Linked DNA regions of Mus musculus: all the other regions are linked to region 2. The links are chromatin contacts, called in public Hi-C and HiChIP or PLAC-seq maps. All regions are on one chromosome and are shown on one strand. Each heading gives the region's core, a stretch centred on a gene start, on an enhancer-like site or on the middle of the called end of the contact. The rest is flanking DNA. Distances are from core to core; before and after follow the strand shown.

What was found. A called contact is a pair of places that touch in the nucleus more often than the background predicts. HiChIP or PLAC-seq counts read pairs in DNA pulled down with a chosen protein or histone mark.
Region 1: a contact with region 2 is called in an H3K4me3 HiChIP or PLAC-seq map of pro-B cells, with 2.0 times the contacts expected there. The contact joins the enhancer-like site here to the promoter of Exoc2 in region 2. A contact is called at or near these places in 2 of 39 promoter capture datasets (3T3-L1-derived adipocytes and pre-B cells) and 4 of 115 datasets of contacts at active chromatin or transcription factors (the SCID.adh cell line, effector CD8 T cells, memory CD8 T cells and 1 more).
Region 3: a contact with region 2 is called in an H3K4me3 HiChIP or PLAC-seq map of bone marrow-derived macrophages, with 2.7 times the contacts expected there. The contact joins the enhancer-like site here to the promoter of Exoc2 in region 2. A contact is called at or near these places in 4 of 39 promoter capture datasets (the C10 cell line, the HPC-7 cell line and pre-B cells), 11 of 484 Hi-C or Micro-C datasets (B cells, the C10 cell line, CD4 T cells and 7 more), 8 of 115 datasets of contacts at active chromatin or transcription factors (the 230-238 cell line, CD8 T cells, the SCID.adh cell line and 4 more) and 2 of 9 other capture datasets (liver and macrophages).
Region 4: a Hi-C map of Th1 cells shows a contact between it and region 2, with 3 times the contacts expected there. The contact joins the enhancer-like site here to the promoter of Exoc2 in region 2. A contact is called at or near these places in 2 of 39 promoter capture datasets (the 3T3-L1 cell line and pre-B cells), 2 of 484 Hi-C or Micro-C datasets (Th1 cells and double positive thymocytes), 6 of 115 datasets of contacts at active chromatin or transcription factors (the 230-238 cell line, the NIH/3T3 cell line, bone marrow-derived macrophages and 3 more) and 2 of 9 other capture datasets (adipose tissue and liver).

Annotation. Positions count from the first base shown.
Region 1 is chr13:30,689,973-30,693,654 of GRCm38.p6, reverse strand. The region is part of intron 3 of Dusp22 (dual specificity phosphatase 22); the gene reads right to left. Among named protein-coding and RNA genes, the nearest start is that of Dusp22, 32 kb to the right of the region's middle. Within about 2 kb of position 1,629, at least 45 of the 459 cell types and tissues checked have an H3K27ac peak or open chromatin away from gene starts, as enhancers often do. A contact at or near this core is called in memory CD8 T cells and pro-B cells, where this site is marked.
Region 2 is chr13:30,971,875-30,975,461 of GRCm38.p6, reverse strand. Exoc2 (exocyst complex component 2) reads left to right here and starts at 1,415. Exons shown (of 28, transcript NM_025588.2): 1 at 1,415-1,466.
Region 3 is chr13:30,581,304-30,585,153 of GRCm38.p6, reverse strand. No RefSeq gene overlaps it. Among named protein-coding and RNA genes, the nearest start is that of Gm35109, 32 kb to the left of the region's middle. Within about 2 kb of position 2,368, at least 26 of the 459 cell types and tissues checked have an H3K27ac peak or open chromatin away from gene starts, as enhancers often do. A contact at or near this core is called in CD8 T cells and bone marrow-derived macrophages, where this site is marked.
Region 4 is chr13:30,628,705-30,632,108 of GRCm38.p6, reverse strand. No RefSeq gene overlaps it. Among named protein-coding and RNA genes, the nearest start is that of 4930519D14Rik, 15 kb to the right of the region's middle. Within about 2 kb of position 2,083, at least 28 of the 459 cell types and tissues checked have an H3K27ac peak or open chromatin away from gene starts, as enhancers often do. A contact at or near this core is called in Th1 cells, where this site is marked.

The DNA of each region.
Region 1 (3,682 bases), core at 380-2,879, 280 kb after region 2:
ATATCGCATTTTTGCCTGCTAAGAGCATAAAGCCTTGACCACTTGTTAGCAGGGAAACTGGGAATCACTGTGTTTCCTTTAGGCTATACAAGACAGTGCCACATTTATTTGTGTGCTACCTGATGCACAGAGGCAAAGAAGCTTGGGCCCACGAAGTAGAACCAGCCCGGTGTGCAGGAGGCTCTACCAGCCATAGAAAACGGGTAGAAGGTATTCTCCCTTCTTTGAGACACAGGCTTAGGAAGTAAACTGTGGCCATTCTAGGGCCCTTGCCCCCACAGTGGAGACGGGCATGCGGCACCTTCAGTTTCTTACTCCTGCAACTTGTAAAAAGGAATGTGTGCCTCTCTGTTACATTTGGGTGCTGTGTGCAGTTAAACCAAAACAGAGAAAAAGACAAGACAATGCAGCATCAGAGATTATATAACCGCAAGACCACTTCACTTCCTGGAATGATCCTGGCCCATGGCTGGCACTGTTCAAAGTCCAAGAGCTGCAGACAGGTGTTAATCAACTCCATAGGGTCACAGTGTGAGATTGGTCTAGGGTGTGTGTGTGTGTGTGTGTGTGTGTGTGTGTGTGTGCTGTTAAGTACCACTGGGAAAGGAAGACAGCTGGTTTTTAGGCCATGCAAAGGGCATGATGTCTACATATGCTCTAGTGACACTCAAACCACTTCACTATGACCTACAATAAGAAATATGCAAATCAAGTCATTGAAGGAGTCAAAACTGTCAAAAAGGCTTAGCTGTTCGCCCCCCCAAAGCATCTATTTATCGTGACTTAGTCATTAACAAAGCACAGATATCTTTGAGGCTACAGAAGGCAGAACTAAGCTACCTAAAAAGGGCGTCAGATGTCTCACATGTGCACAGCTTTTAACAGTTAGTTACTAATTCAGAAAGCAGCACTGAGACCCCTGTGCCACCAGAAAGCTGGGCTGACTTAAATCAGCCTGTTCTAATGAGTAGAACGGACATTTCCTATCTATGAACTATACAAGGGGATAGTTCTTTGGCGAGCTTTGCAGAGTGAAGGATGAAGGGTGTGTGTGTGATGTTTTTAGTTACATTGTGTAAAGGATAGCAGGAAAGGAGGTTAAAATAAAGAACTTAGAGAAATCCAACTGAAAATCTACAAGTAGTAAAAATAGAAACAATGTTTCCAGTAGTATATATAGCAATTGCTATATATTTTCTGCTTCGTGTTCTCTACATTTTGAAACACATAAAAAACAAAATTGTTTTTCTTATTCCTTGAGATAAAATTCTTACAAAATATAGAAGAACAAAAATGAGTACTTTCTATGGTGTTTCAGAACACCAGGCTTCTGGGAAGCCAGTTAGCATCTATGGAGTTATTAAATATCAAGTCAAAACTTTTCAAACCACAGAACAGTTTCATGTTGCACTAAAGCAGGAAAACTGGCTCAGTTAGTGGTCCACTAGCGCTTTAAAAGTCACAGTTTCTATGGGACACTTCTTTGTCCTCTGTGGCCTCCTGAGGGGCCACCATAACCAGGAAACAGCAGCCATAGTGATGAGTTTGGCAGCAGAGTCAAGAAGCAAGGGGATGTGTAAACACTGTGCCCACAGTGTGGGGATGACACGCTCCACCGTCACCACTCCAAGACCCACATGGTGCAAACGCTAGAAAACACAAGGCAGAAGCACAGGACTTACAAGGGATCGGCCTGCCCTGAGAAGCTAGCTTCCTGCTGAAATTCGTGTGTTTAGGTTTTGAAATTACGTCAATAGACAACACTGGGTCAAGAAGAAAGTTAGAAAGAAATTACATATCACTGGGAGAGAAGAAAGTTCAGAAAGCTTACCAGAGGCTTGATCTGAACAAACCAGAACTGCCGAGGTCTCAAAAGTTCCACCATTTTTCAGTTTTCTGTTTCTGCAAGTATAACCACTAAAAGGCAGGGGTTTGCCTTTCTTTGGACTGAAACTAAAGATGACAGTTCAAATGCTATGCACATAGGCAGAGCCAAGCTTCTGATTACAAAACCAGGAAAGAGGCCAAACTCTTGCTTGTTTCAAGTGCAATTTCTAAAACTAGCCCCAACCCCAGACATAGCAAGAGTCTCTGAGAATCCAGGTGACCTGCCGTGCACAAGATCCAGCTGTGCACAACCATTCTTTCTCACAAGGAAGCAAGGGTGAAGCATGTATGAACAGAACTCTACAGCAACATGGCTGGACTCTGGGGGCATTATAGCCTGTACATACAATCTTCCTTACACACAGGAGCTAAAGATGTTCTTCTCATACAGGTGGCCTAGTAGATATTAGAACCTGGGCAGGCTCAGGGAGGGAGGCATGTGGATTAGCCATGGCAAAGAGGATGATGTCAGAGACAACTATTCCAGAATGTGGCTGGGACACACGGGTGGCAACAGCAGAGAATGGAGGCTACATATGTGCTCTGATTTAATCACTGCACACTGTACAATACCTGTGATAAAATATGTACAAATGCCACATATCTTAAAAAAAAACCAATTGCATCTTTATAGAAATACTAAAAACTAATGAAAGAGTATAAATTCTGGATGGGAATAGAAATCCACATGATGGAAAAATTATTTTAGCTGCCAAAAAAGATGCCACGATTAGATGTGAGCACCCGAGATAGGATAGGCTAACCAAGGGGCTTCCTCCTACAGTCATGGCATCTCTTTGACAACAAGCCCATTCATATTTCCAGAGGCCTGCTAAGCAGGTCTTCCCAGATCTAAACTTGCAAGGCCTAATGACACAAGGACAGACTAAACCTGAAACCCTACTAAGAACTAACTTCACCAGGCCCCAACCACCGGGTCTCCACTCCAAGAATGAAAAAATTAAAATTAAAAGCAAAATTAGAATTTGGACTGAGCTCATTTGCTCAGAACCTAGACCACGACTTTATGCACTGCTACAAAACTCACAGCGTCAGCCATGTGCCTGGCACATGCTTTTGACCTCAGTACTTGGGAGGCAGAACCAGAAGGATCAGAGTTCAAGTCCATTTTCAGCTACGCAGTCAGTAAGAGGCTAGCCTGAGCTACATGAGACCCTGTCTCAAAACAGAAACAATCAAAACTCCAAAACCACACAGCATATTTTATTGGTGAAGACAACACTGAGGCAGGCAAGGAAATCGGTTAGTAACCTGGGACCCAGCTTGGTTTGGGTTATACACACTCCCACTCTAGTAATGTACCAGGCAGCCTAGATCCTTTTTCCGTGTGTACTATGCACACATAACCCTCTCTGAATAAAGCACCTAGCAACATTAGATCCATGCCTGCACTGGACTACCTGTACAACTCTCTCTAAGAAAATAGGATAAACTTCTTTACCCTCAGCAAATCAAATTTAGACAGTTTCTATTCAAGTGTATCCCAATGCACCTAATATGAAGAATAGACAATCTGTTTCAGTTTGAGCTGGTTTGGGGTATATTCACAGTAAAGCAACTGTGCATGCTCAAGGAATCTTTCAGGGAAAATCCCCTACTTACTATCCTATGCCTATGCATAATTGGATATGCACAGAATTAAAATCTGATGCACTGTGGGAACATACGCAGTAGAAAAATTATTAGGTAATCTATCACTCAAAATAGAGAACAACTCAAACAACTAGTAACCAAAGGTTTTCTTCTCTTGAGTCCATGAAGGGAAGCTCTGAAC
Region 2 (3,587 bases), core at 166-2,665:
CTAGCATAGTATATTTATTATTATTATTTTTTTTTGATCCAGGGAAAACTCTGTGAGTTTTCCAGAGCCACCATTCTGGCTTTGATGATAGGCAGCCTTACCTGACAAATGGCATGTCACTGAGACCTGAAGGGTTTTGTTTCACAGTGAAAGGCTCCGTGACTGCCAGAGATTTCTTACAGTATTTCCTTAGGACCTCTGCTGCCAAGTCTCTTGCTCACGAATAAAGAGTGTTCCCTTGATCTTCAAAATGGATGGTCTGGAAACACTTTGACGTATCTTCTCACAAATAGGAGAGAAAAATGAAGCCATACAATATCTCTTAATTCATAGTGCCTGTACGACACCCTCTTCAGTGTATGTACTGAATGAAGCATAAGGTATGCTTCACAGAAAGATATCTGAAAAAAAAATAGCTTAGGCCAGTGGCTCTTAACCCCCCTGGGGGAATGATCTTCACGCAGGGGTTGTTTAAGACCATCGGAAAACAGATATTTACATTGCCTTCATAACAGTAGTAAAATTACAGCTATGAAGTAGCAACATAATAATTTTATGGTTGGGGGTCACCACGATATGGGGAACTGTATTAAAGGGTCTCAGCATTAGAAAGGTTAGGCTGTTATTGGTCTTAGATAATGGGCACCCCGTAGCTACTTCTCTCCACAGTCATGGCAACACAACCACAGGTAGACCCTATGCTTCTGCCATTATCCTCTGCTGAAGATCACTGTCCTTCGTTCCTGCTACAGAGGAAGCCACAGGGATATGTCTGCTTCAGTTCAGCTGGCCATCTCCAGAGTCCACAGGAGGGTACCTTCAAACCTTAGGGCTTATGGGCTGTAGATAGCAGTCGTTTCTATAATATGGGGGTCTTGTGAGTTTGCAAATCAATTTGCCACTCAGACCCTTGGGACCCCAAAGCTCTGACCTGTGAGAAATCTTAATAAGGCGGGCACTCCTGGCTAGATGCAGTCCTTTGACTGAGGTTTGCCTCTTGACCTGGTGCTGATCCCTGACCGCTGTGGACTCTTGGGCAACATCTACTGTGACTCTAACCGACTGTATCCTCTTTACCCCTCCCCTCTTTTTCCTCCCCGAATTCCACCCTTCCACTTTCTCCCTCTCCTCCTTTCTGCTTCCCTCCTTCTTTTCTCCCTTTCCCATCAATTCCTCTTCTCCTTTCCACCTCTCCACCCTTCTCTCCTCCTCCCTCCCCACTTTCCCTTTCTTCCCTCTCTGTCCACTTCCATGCCGTCGATATCCTCTAACTTCCCTTCTCCATAGTCTGGTCCTCCTTCTATTCCTTCCCCTCTGGGAAGAGGCGGTCCATCCAGCACTCGGTGCTCGGCTAGGCGGCGGATCGACGCGCTCGGCGCTCGCGGCGTGCGGAAGTGCGGCCCTAGTGCTGGCTGCGGCGGCCTGGAACCGGTTGGCTGGGACCTGACACCGCCTGCAAGCTGCAGGTGAGTGTCGCGTCCTGGGTGAGGACGCCCCGGGTCCGGAGTGGAATTCCGCGGTGGCACGGGACCGTCGGGGCTGGGCGACCTGGGGAGGCGCGGTGAGGGACCCGGGGCGCGGGGCTGAGTGTGGGAGCCGCGGGCCGAGCCTTCCCCACCCGCCTCCGCGCAGGCCGCCGGGCTGGACCCGGAGGAGCGGCTGGTGTGCAGGGTCTGCTTGGAATCTGTTTAAGTCCCCCGCGCTAACGTGGACGGGAAGCTTGAATGGTTTCCTTTACTACTCTGGGAGCAGCAAGTGCGGGTTCAGCCACACCTCCATTCGGCCATTTGAATGCCTTACACTAAAAACACTAATGGCAACTGGTTATCTCTCTACTAACTTTGTTTATAAAGCTTAGCTTGTGATGGCCCAGGCTTGGTAACAGATTCCCCCAATGGCAAGGAACTGAAAGTCAAAACAAGAATGATCTAAGTGTGAACAATTTGTGATTCGAAAGGTGACAGAAAGACGCTGATGTGTGCTTGCCTCTTACATGTTCTCTTTTGTTTGACACAGTAGACAGTATTTTTAAGCAGGGGAACCTCTGTTTGTTGGAAACAATTTTTGGAGTTATTAGAAAGTAGTCCTTTTTTTTTCTTTTTCAATTATTTAATTTACTGTACCAGACATTTTGAACTATTACCTTCCAAAAGGTGATACCTTGAAGATTACATTCAAAACATTTGTAAAGGCTGTATTCTAGTATGGGGCTTCTTCAACTTTTGCCACCAAAAATTTATAAAGAATTTCCATGGTTTTATATGTAAGTTTATAAAATAGGTAGACAATCTATGTATTCACTATCTGTAAATCACAAAGCTTTTTATTTTAGGACAATTTTTGTATACATCAAACTTACCATTTATTAAAGATGAAAGCATAGAGTTGGATAACTCGGTTCTTTTCACATACATAGTTAAGTCTTGGTTTAATATTTGTAACTACGGGACACTGAGCATCTTCAGGGCTTTCCAGAGCTGATTGATTATTTTAATTTTCTAATCATCGGTAGGAAGAGCAGTTCTACATACAAATACATAGTACACAGTGGTAGAAGGACAGTTAGAAACATTTTGGAGATTGTTGCAAATTTGTCCTTACTCCCAAGCCGAATCCATTGGTGATCTTTTAGAACTTCAAATCAGCAACGTAAAAACCAGTTTTTCAGATTAAAATTCGGACACAACACGATTTAAAGACCCAATCACTTGGTGATTACATGCTGAAGAATGCCAGTAGGGAAATGTGAATAGTCTTTGTTTTCTGTAATAAAACCATTTTTCTCCTTTAAGAACAGAACATTTTGTTTGTGTGTGTGTATATACGTATATACATATGCATAATATATACATATATACACATACATATATACATATATGAATACACACATATATGTATACACACATATATGTATGTGTGTATATATGTATATATTTGTTTGTATGTATGTATGTATATATGTAGTGTGTTAGTTTTTTCAGTGTTGTAACCAAGTACCTGCTAAGCAGTTTAAGGGAAGAAGGTCTCACTCCAGTTTATAGATTGGAGTTATATAGCCTATGCTAGTGAGGCTGCCTCATAGTGGCAGGACTGTGCCCTGGGACCCCTCAGGAACAGGAAGCAGATAGAAGTCAGGATGTGGGGCTGGGCTCTGAAACCTCAAGTCCCCACCCCCTAGTGACTCACTTTCACAACAAGGCTCTTCATCTGTAAGCTTTCATAACTGCCTAAAACAGTGTTAGGAGGTTCTGAGCCTATAGGAGATATTTTCTATTCAAATCGTAACATACAGTGAAAACAACTGCTATTTGTAACATATAGTACTTTGACGCTGAGTTGTAGGGTTTGGGTTGAATACTCTTGGGTACTTCATGACATGGCAACGTGCACAGAGAGAAAGTTCAGAACCAAGGCTGGGATGAAGTTGGATTGAGTACTGCTGGTAACACCTTTGATTCACTATGGATTTCATTTTTTAATTCATTTTTGATCCCATGTGTTTAGAAGACTTTCATTTCGCTTTTTCTTTTTTTTCCTCTCTCTGCATTCAGTTCCACAACCCTGTATAACCTACAGGATTGCCACTC
Region 3 (3,850 bases), core at 1,119-3,618, 390 kb after region 2:
AGTACATTTATGAAGTGCTAATGAAATATATATGATTGGGGTCACTACCATGTGATGAACTGTATTAAAGGATTGAAGCATTAGGAAGATTAAGAATTACCAGTGTCTACAGCCATACCACCCTGAACTCACCTGATCTCGGAAGCTAAGCAGGGTCAGGCCTGGTTAGTACTTGGATGGGAGAACTGCCAGCTTGGAGGAATCAGTTTGGAGCAAATGCTGAGATTATCTCATTTTAGTATGTGCTAAATTCACCACAGGAATTATTTGGTGATTTGGGGATGAAACCTAGGAACTTTCTAAGCACATGTTATGCCACTGAGCCATAATTCAAGCCAAAAAAAATATATTCCCAGTACCCACAGAGTAGCTTACAACCATCTGTAACTCCATTTCCAGGGGATGTGACACCCTCTTCTGGCCTCTGTAGGTACCAGGGAGCACACATGGTACACAGATATGCATATAGGCTAAAATCCACATAATTAAGCAATAATTTTTTAAATTATAATATTCAAAATAAAAAGAAGGAAGGAAGTTAGTGGAGCTGATGGGGGAGGGGAGGGTGGAGTTTGCACAGGATGGTGGCATAGACCCAGAGATGGGTAGGAGGAAAGAGAAAGGACACATATAAGGTACCCTCTCATTGATCCTGGGGCAAAGCAGGGAGCACTCATGCCCTAAACTCTATGGGAAAACATCTCAAATTTCAGGTAAAGGTTTTGGGCTATGGGATTCACACAAAATGACATGTGTAGACCCGGAGGGAGAAGAGTGACACCAGGGAGTCTATTATGGAAGTCACAGTGCCTGGGAGAGCCTCGCCTTCTGGGAGATCCACAGATACCTGAGAGAAATCAGACCTCCCCAGGAGTGAAGAATAAAAGACAAGACAATTAATTCAGTTTCATGGGATTTCAGCCAGAGCTTGGCTCTTCCTATACATTAAGAAAGAAATGCTTTGCTATGTGCAATTACTACCCAAAGTCCTGAGACATAGATCTATTCCCTTCCCCCACCAACAGAAGTCAGTTAAAAACAGGGGCTCTCAGGGAGTAACTGATACTTTCATAATTTATGGCTTGGTTTCCTGGTATGTACTTATGTACTATCCTCCTCTCTCTCTCTCTCTCTCTCTCTCTCTCTCTCTCTCTCTCTCTCTCTCTCTCTCTCACTATTATCAACTTGGTGATTTCCTCTCCACAGAGAGAGGCACCCTTGTGGGTTTTTCCTGTGATCTCCTAAGTTTCTCCCTAGTGGTCCAGGACTTCACCAATGGAAAAGTCACAGACACACCCTTGCCCCCATTAGGCCTGAGCACTCACATCTCTAGATTCCTTCCTTCTTACATCTGGAACATCACTGACCTTTCTGCTGAAGCGTGGTCCCTGTCCTCAACACAGGCCCAAACCTGAAGTAGTCTGAGAAGTAGCTGCTGATTCAGGGTTCAAACTGGGACACACAGAACAGAGCTAGAGCTAGTCAAGGCTCTATTCTCAAAATGCAAAGGAAAACACCACTCTTCAGTCCAGGACAAGGACGGAATTAATGGCTGGCAGAAAAGAAGGAGTTTTCTGAGCATCTCCATAGAGCCTGCTGATATGGACCTGTGAAGTGCCTTCCACAGCTGCAACAGAGCGAAGGCTCCCCAGAGAAGAGAAGCCTTTATGTGGAGGCTCCGGTCATTCTTCAGAACACAGCTCTTCCCTTTTCTTCCTTCTGGGGGAACTCCTAGCCCACACCCTGGCTACTTTGAAATAGAACAGGTAACCAGAGCCTGCACAAGCTTGGGGGACACTGGGGAAGTGGGAAGGACAGTCCCTCTGCACAGGAGACACTCAGTGAGTGACAATCAGCAGTTTCCCACTGTCCAGATGGTGACATTTAACTAGCCAAAGACTGGTACAAAGTCCCAGGCACATGAATCCCTGTTGGAACTTGGCTTTCCCTTGAAGGCGTCACTTACTTTTCTGATGACCAATTTAGCAACTGTCTGTCACTCTTTTGGCATGCTTGTACTTTTAAGGAATGTTGGGTGCCAGAGATGAAGACTCAAACAGGTAAAGAAACGTCCTTGCCTGGCCCCCATCCCCAGTACAGAGGATCAAATCCATGGCCTCTTATATTTGGGTAACCCATCTACCATCGAGCACCTCCCCAACCCTTTGACCCTTCATTATGAAAGAAGAAGAATAAAGAGGTAGTTTTTTTTACATAAAGGGAAACACGTCTGAGACTGGAAGGGATCTAGTGAGCTGATACCCTCCTACTTCTGCCTCCTGCATGATAGGATCATAGCCATGGCCACCACCCTCAGAGTTACCTTCACTAGTGCCTATAAAACAGGAAGCATGCTATGCAGCTCCCTCTGGGGGTGCCCTGAGGAACACAGTATGACCATGAAAAGCACCCAGGAGCTGTAAACCAGGCATGAAGCAAGTTCATCTTCCCAGGATGGGTGCTCCACCCACAGGGCCTGTCTGCAACATGGCTTGAAAATGCAACTCCAGCTTCCCTTTTCTGGAAACTGTCTCCCACTCTGTGGCTTCTCCTGCCCACTACATGCACTATGTGGCTAGATAGTTTTTTGTCTGCTGCCGTGTCCACCAAGCAAGCATCGGTTCATTACACTCCCTTGCGAGATCAATAAGTTCATCTTCCGCTGTAGTGATACAGTACTGTCATTTATGGGTGGCTGAGGGCTGCTTGCCCGAAGCTCCTTTTTCACTTCATGATAAATTATTCCAGATGCTTTTTTTAACCTGAGAGCTTCCGGGGCACCTCAAGAAGTAAAATGCAGAGCTCTGTTTCTGTTGCTTCAAACACAGGCAGTTGAAAACATGGGCTTATTGAGAAGACCCAGTTAGCTCCTCCTCCCCCTGAGTGGCAAGCACAGTGCTTTGTTCTGTGTTCCGCCCCAGAACAGTGGCTGGCAGCACTCAGTAAGTACTGTTTACCAGGGTTTTGTGTGGATGCTGGGAATTGAACCCAGAACCTCATACATGCTAGGAGAGTGCATTATCAGTGAGCTTCACCTCACCTCCCATTGTCAGAACCAAGAAGACTCAGGAAGGCTCTGTTTGCCTCAGAGGTGTTCGTAAGAACTCAGAGGACCAGATAGGACACTCTCTGAAGGCAAGGGAAGATGGTTTTGACGGTTTGGACCTAATTGGTAAGGGTCTGGCTCCAGGGAAAAGCTGATCCAAATGACCACGGAAAGGAAAAAAAAAATCCCTCTTGTCTTTTTAAAGTGTTATTTATTTTATGTAGTTAGGTGTGTTTTTTTTCCCTACCCCTTTGTTTGTGAATAATGTTCATGCAGTGCTCTTGAAAGCCAGAATGGGGTATCAGATCCCCTGGAATTAGGTTAAGGACAGTTCTAAAGCATCTAAAGTGCTGGGAATTGAACCTGGGTCCTTTGAAAGAACATCTAAATGATCTTAATCGCTGAGCCATTTCTCCAGACTACCCTCATTTCTCAAAGGCTCATCTCTGAATAGTAGAAAATGCCCTGAAATACTCACAGGGTCATTTCTCATAGGGAGATCACACATTTTGTTCCCCTTAAAGACCTTTTTTCCCCTAAAGTTACATTCATTACATGCTTAACAAAATGGCTAAGTTGAAAACTCAGAAAATATGAAAAGGGAGTAAGTTAGTGAACAACTGGAATGCATGGTTACTACTCTGTGGGATGTAATAGTAGGGCAGTTTTTGGGAACTGATACTGTCTATTGCTTAGAAGAAATGTGTATATAAGTAACAGCTAATGTTTACGAACCACCTGGATGTAAAACAGTAAAATAAAAGAGGTAGCTATGCTTTATTCAAATAACAGAATACCATATAA
Region 4 (3,404 bases), core at 834-3,333, 340 kb after region 2:
CCAGGAGTGGACAAAAACACATGTGGAGACATGCCAGCTATCCTCAGGAAACTTCTTAAAAAGCAGAGCTGAGTGTCTGGAGAGTTCAGAGCCAGGAACAAGAGCAGGCACAAGAGGTTGATGGGAAGCCAGGAGATCAAAACTCTATGCCTCTTGCTTCTACACTCTTTTTCAGTTAAAGCCTAAGTCACCTGCAGGGAAGCACACAGTGCTTGGGTTAAAAACTTCTTGTGTGTACACTCAACACACACACTACTGACCAACTAGCAGGGCACTGTTTTGTTTTTTTTTTTTTTTGGCAATTTTTAAAGGACGTGTTCATACCTTATATACACACAAAGAAACTCTTAGAGGTCCATCCCAGAACTATTCTCTAAACCCATGGATGTATTTCTTTTAAAACAATCATCTTATGGCAACAATACTTAGTTCTCTTCCATTTTTTTTTGTTGTTGTTGCTAGGATTTAGCTTGTGAGAATAACCTTTAAATCTTGTTTACTTGAGTTTTACAAATAGCTTTGCATTTTAAACATCAGAATAACTAATTATCTAAGCTTAAACAATTCTATGTCTCAGGAAATGTATTCTTTCAGAGAAAGGCTGTCTGTATAAAAGCACTGACACACCCTCTTAAGGGAAAAAAATGGAAGTTTCCTTTTCCTCACAATGATAAAATCAGAATTGGAACTATCTCATCATGGGGAGATTTCTTATGATTAGTCAACCAAGAGCAGTCAGAGGAAGATCGAGTTAATTTTTAAAAGGAAACTGTTTCAGAAAGCGTGACTTTTTTCTATAACACAATCAGTACTTTAGAGAAAAATAATGCATTGACTTTACTAATAGGCATGCTACAGTCCTGAAATTTTTCCCAAAACTTTTATCCAGAAGGCATTTTATTTATTTAAAATTTAAAGTAAATTTATCATTAAAATACTTTATCATTAAAATAGTTATCATCAAAATACTTATCATTTTATTATAAATATCAAAATACTTTATCATTAAAATACTTTCAGACAAGTAAAAACCTCACACAGCAGAATTAGAGACTCCAGGGTCTATGCAACTCACTGAGCTGCTCTGCACACTTAGGATATGCATTCAAAATGGATGCTTTGGAACTCCACGTTAGATTTTACAATTTTGGGGGTCAGTCATATACATTTTATGGAATTATCCACTTTAGATTTTAAAAATTCTGATTACCTTAATTTTTAAAGAAGACAATATCAAAGACTTCTTTCTTTTAGAAAGAACCATAGGACATGAACAAAATGGAATCTGGGAAAAAATGTTCATCTGTCAGAGTTTGTGTTTTATGATATTAAATATAATTAGACACTAAATATGATGCATTTATATGAACATGATACAAATATTTCTATAAATATATGTTCAGTATGAATAATTTAATATAGAATGTCATGGCTCTCCTCCCACTGCCTTCTCATGCTGTCTGCATGGCTGTCCACACAAATGTCCGTCTGTCTGGTCTGTCTGTCATTCCAATCAGGCATCTGCGGAGGAGCCAGAGAGACTCAGACTATACATGGCAGTTTCAACATAGCACACATTAGCAAAATGCAGGGGGCAGTAACAGCTACTAAGCATAAATCAGGTCAAAATATCACCACCACAGAGCAATGCTGATAAGACCAACAGTTAATCTGCTGTGTAAACACCAAGCCTCAGTACAGATCGTGTCAGAATCAGCACCTGGGTACCTATCCCACCAATGGTCCTAATACAATCTTGGTTTGGGTCTGATGCTAAGCTCTGAAAGAACGTGTGCCTTTAGTCACTGTATACATGTAACATTAGTGACAACTGAAGATTGATATTTCCCAGAACAGGAAGTGGGGGGTCCACCAACCTCCAGTTGTCTGAGAGTTGTTGAGCCTCTTGTAAAATGAGGAAGGGCTGACAGCCACCATTTTCCATGAGATACTTTCTTTAAACTTTAAGGTTGTAACCACGGGGAAGCAAACCGAAAAGCATCCTTTTTCTAGGCTCTGTGCATGCCTTACTGATGTCAGAACTTTTAAAGTGATGTGGGTCTGTAAGAACCGCCCCTCCACCCCCGCCCAAGTCACTGAAAATTCAAAACCAATGTCATAGCATTGTGGGTTCCTGCTGGTCCTCTCCTGGTGCAGAAATGCAGGCGCACAGCGGCAGCATGCCTTCTAATGCAAACTGCTAATACGCTGCTGGCTTCGATGTTTACTGCCTGGTTTCACTGCCTTCTAGGAACCTCTTTTCAAAAGCTGGGTGGCTTATGTTGTGTAGTTAATATCTTTTTAGTTTCTTTTTTAAAGTCCCGAAGTAGGGTTCACTTGGTGAGCCTATCTTTCCCAGTAATTTCACTTTTAGTTGGTTATCTTCCTTAACGTGTTCACTCAGAACACATGTGACGACTCCTCCAGGGCTCAGAGATTGGCATAACCCAACCAATCATCGACCCTGATCGAGTTAGAGGCCAGATCTTCCTTAGGCAAGAGTTTCTCCCATCCTACTCTTGTAAGTGGATGCACTAAGGGCCACCTCAACCTCCGCTTGAGTTTGGTCTCATAAAGTGGAGTGGGAATAAGGTAGAGGGTCTTGGTACAAGATTGGCATTTATGCTTCTTAGGGATTCAGATGAAGGAGTGAGAGGTGGGTCTCATCCCATAGAAAACGTTTTGGTCAGAGCTATTTTCAATCAAGTAGCAAATTGAGCAGAAGTAGAGAATGAAGATGCTGGCAAGGAGAAATGAGGCAGCTGGGGTAAGGTCCTCCCCTTCTCCTCAGCACTGGGGATATAGTCCAGGACCACATTCTCCCTGGGCCCGTGAGATGGGTGAGAGTGGTTTTTGCTCCACACTCCAGCTGAGAGGCGTAACTGCTGAGTCCCAGTGGTACTGTTGCTGATGACTTACGAGCTCCTTGCTGGTCCCATGTCTCAAGCCCTCACCTTGGCCAAAGTTGGCTCCAGTACGAGCCTTCGGTGTTCATAATCAAAACATATCCTTGCCCATGCACAGACAAGTAAGTGGGATGGAAAAGCACACGGAGGTATTTCTTAGTGTGGTTGGACAACGAGTTCCCTGTGTCCTTGACACAGGGAGGTGCTCTATGGAATTGATGTTGACCCTGCGACCAAGTTGGTAAAGGAGGAACAATGGGACCTTGAAAAAGTCCTCCCCCTCCCCGCTCTCTTCCTAGGTTCCTCATCTAGAAGGACCTTTAGAAATAGCTTTTGAGTATTTATTCCCCAGAAGAGGAACTTGAGGCCCAGAGAGGTAAAACTATCCACAAGGTCACACAGCTAATTCTCAGCAGAACTGAAAATCCCCTGAATGTCTGTAATCTGAACTGAACTCACCCTGGGGTACCTGCTGCCTCATAACTAGCGCCCACAGCC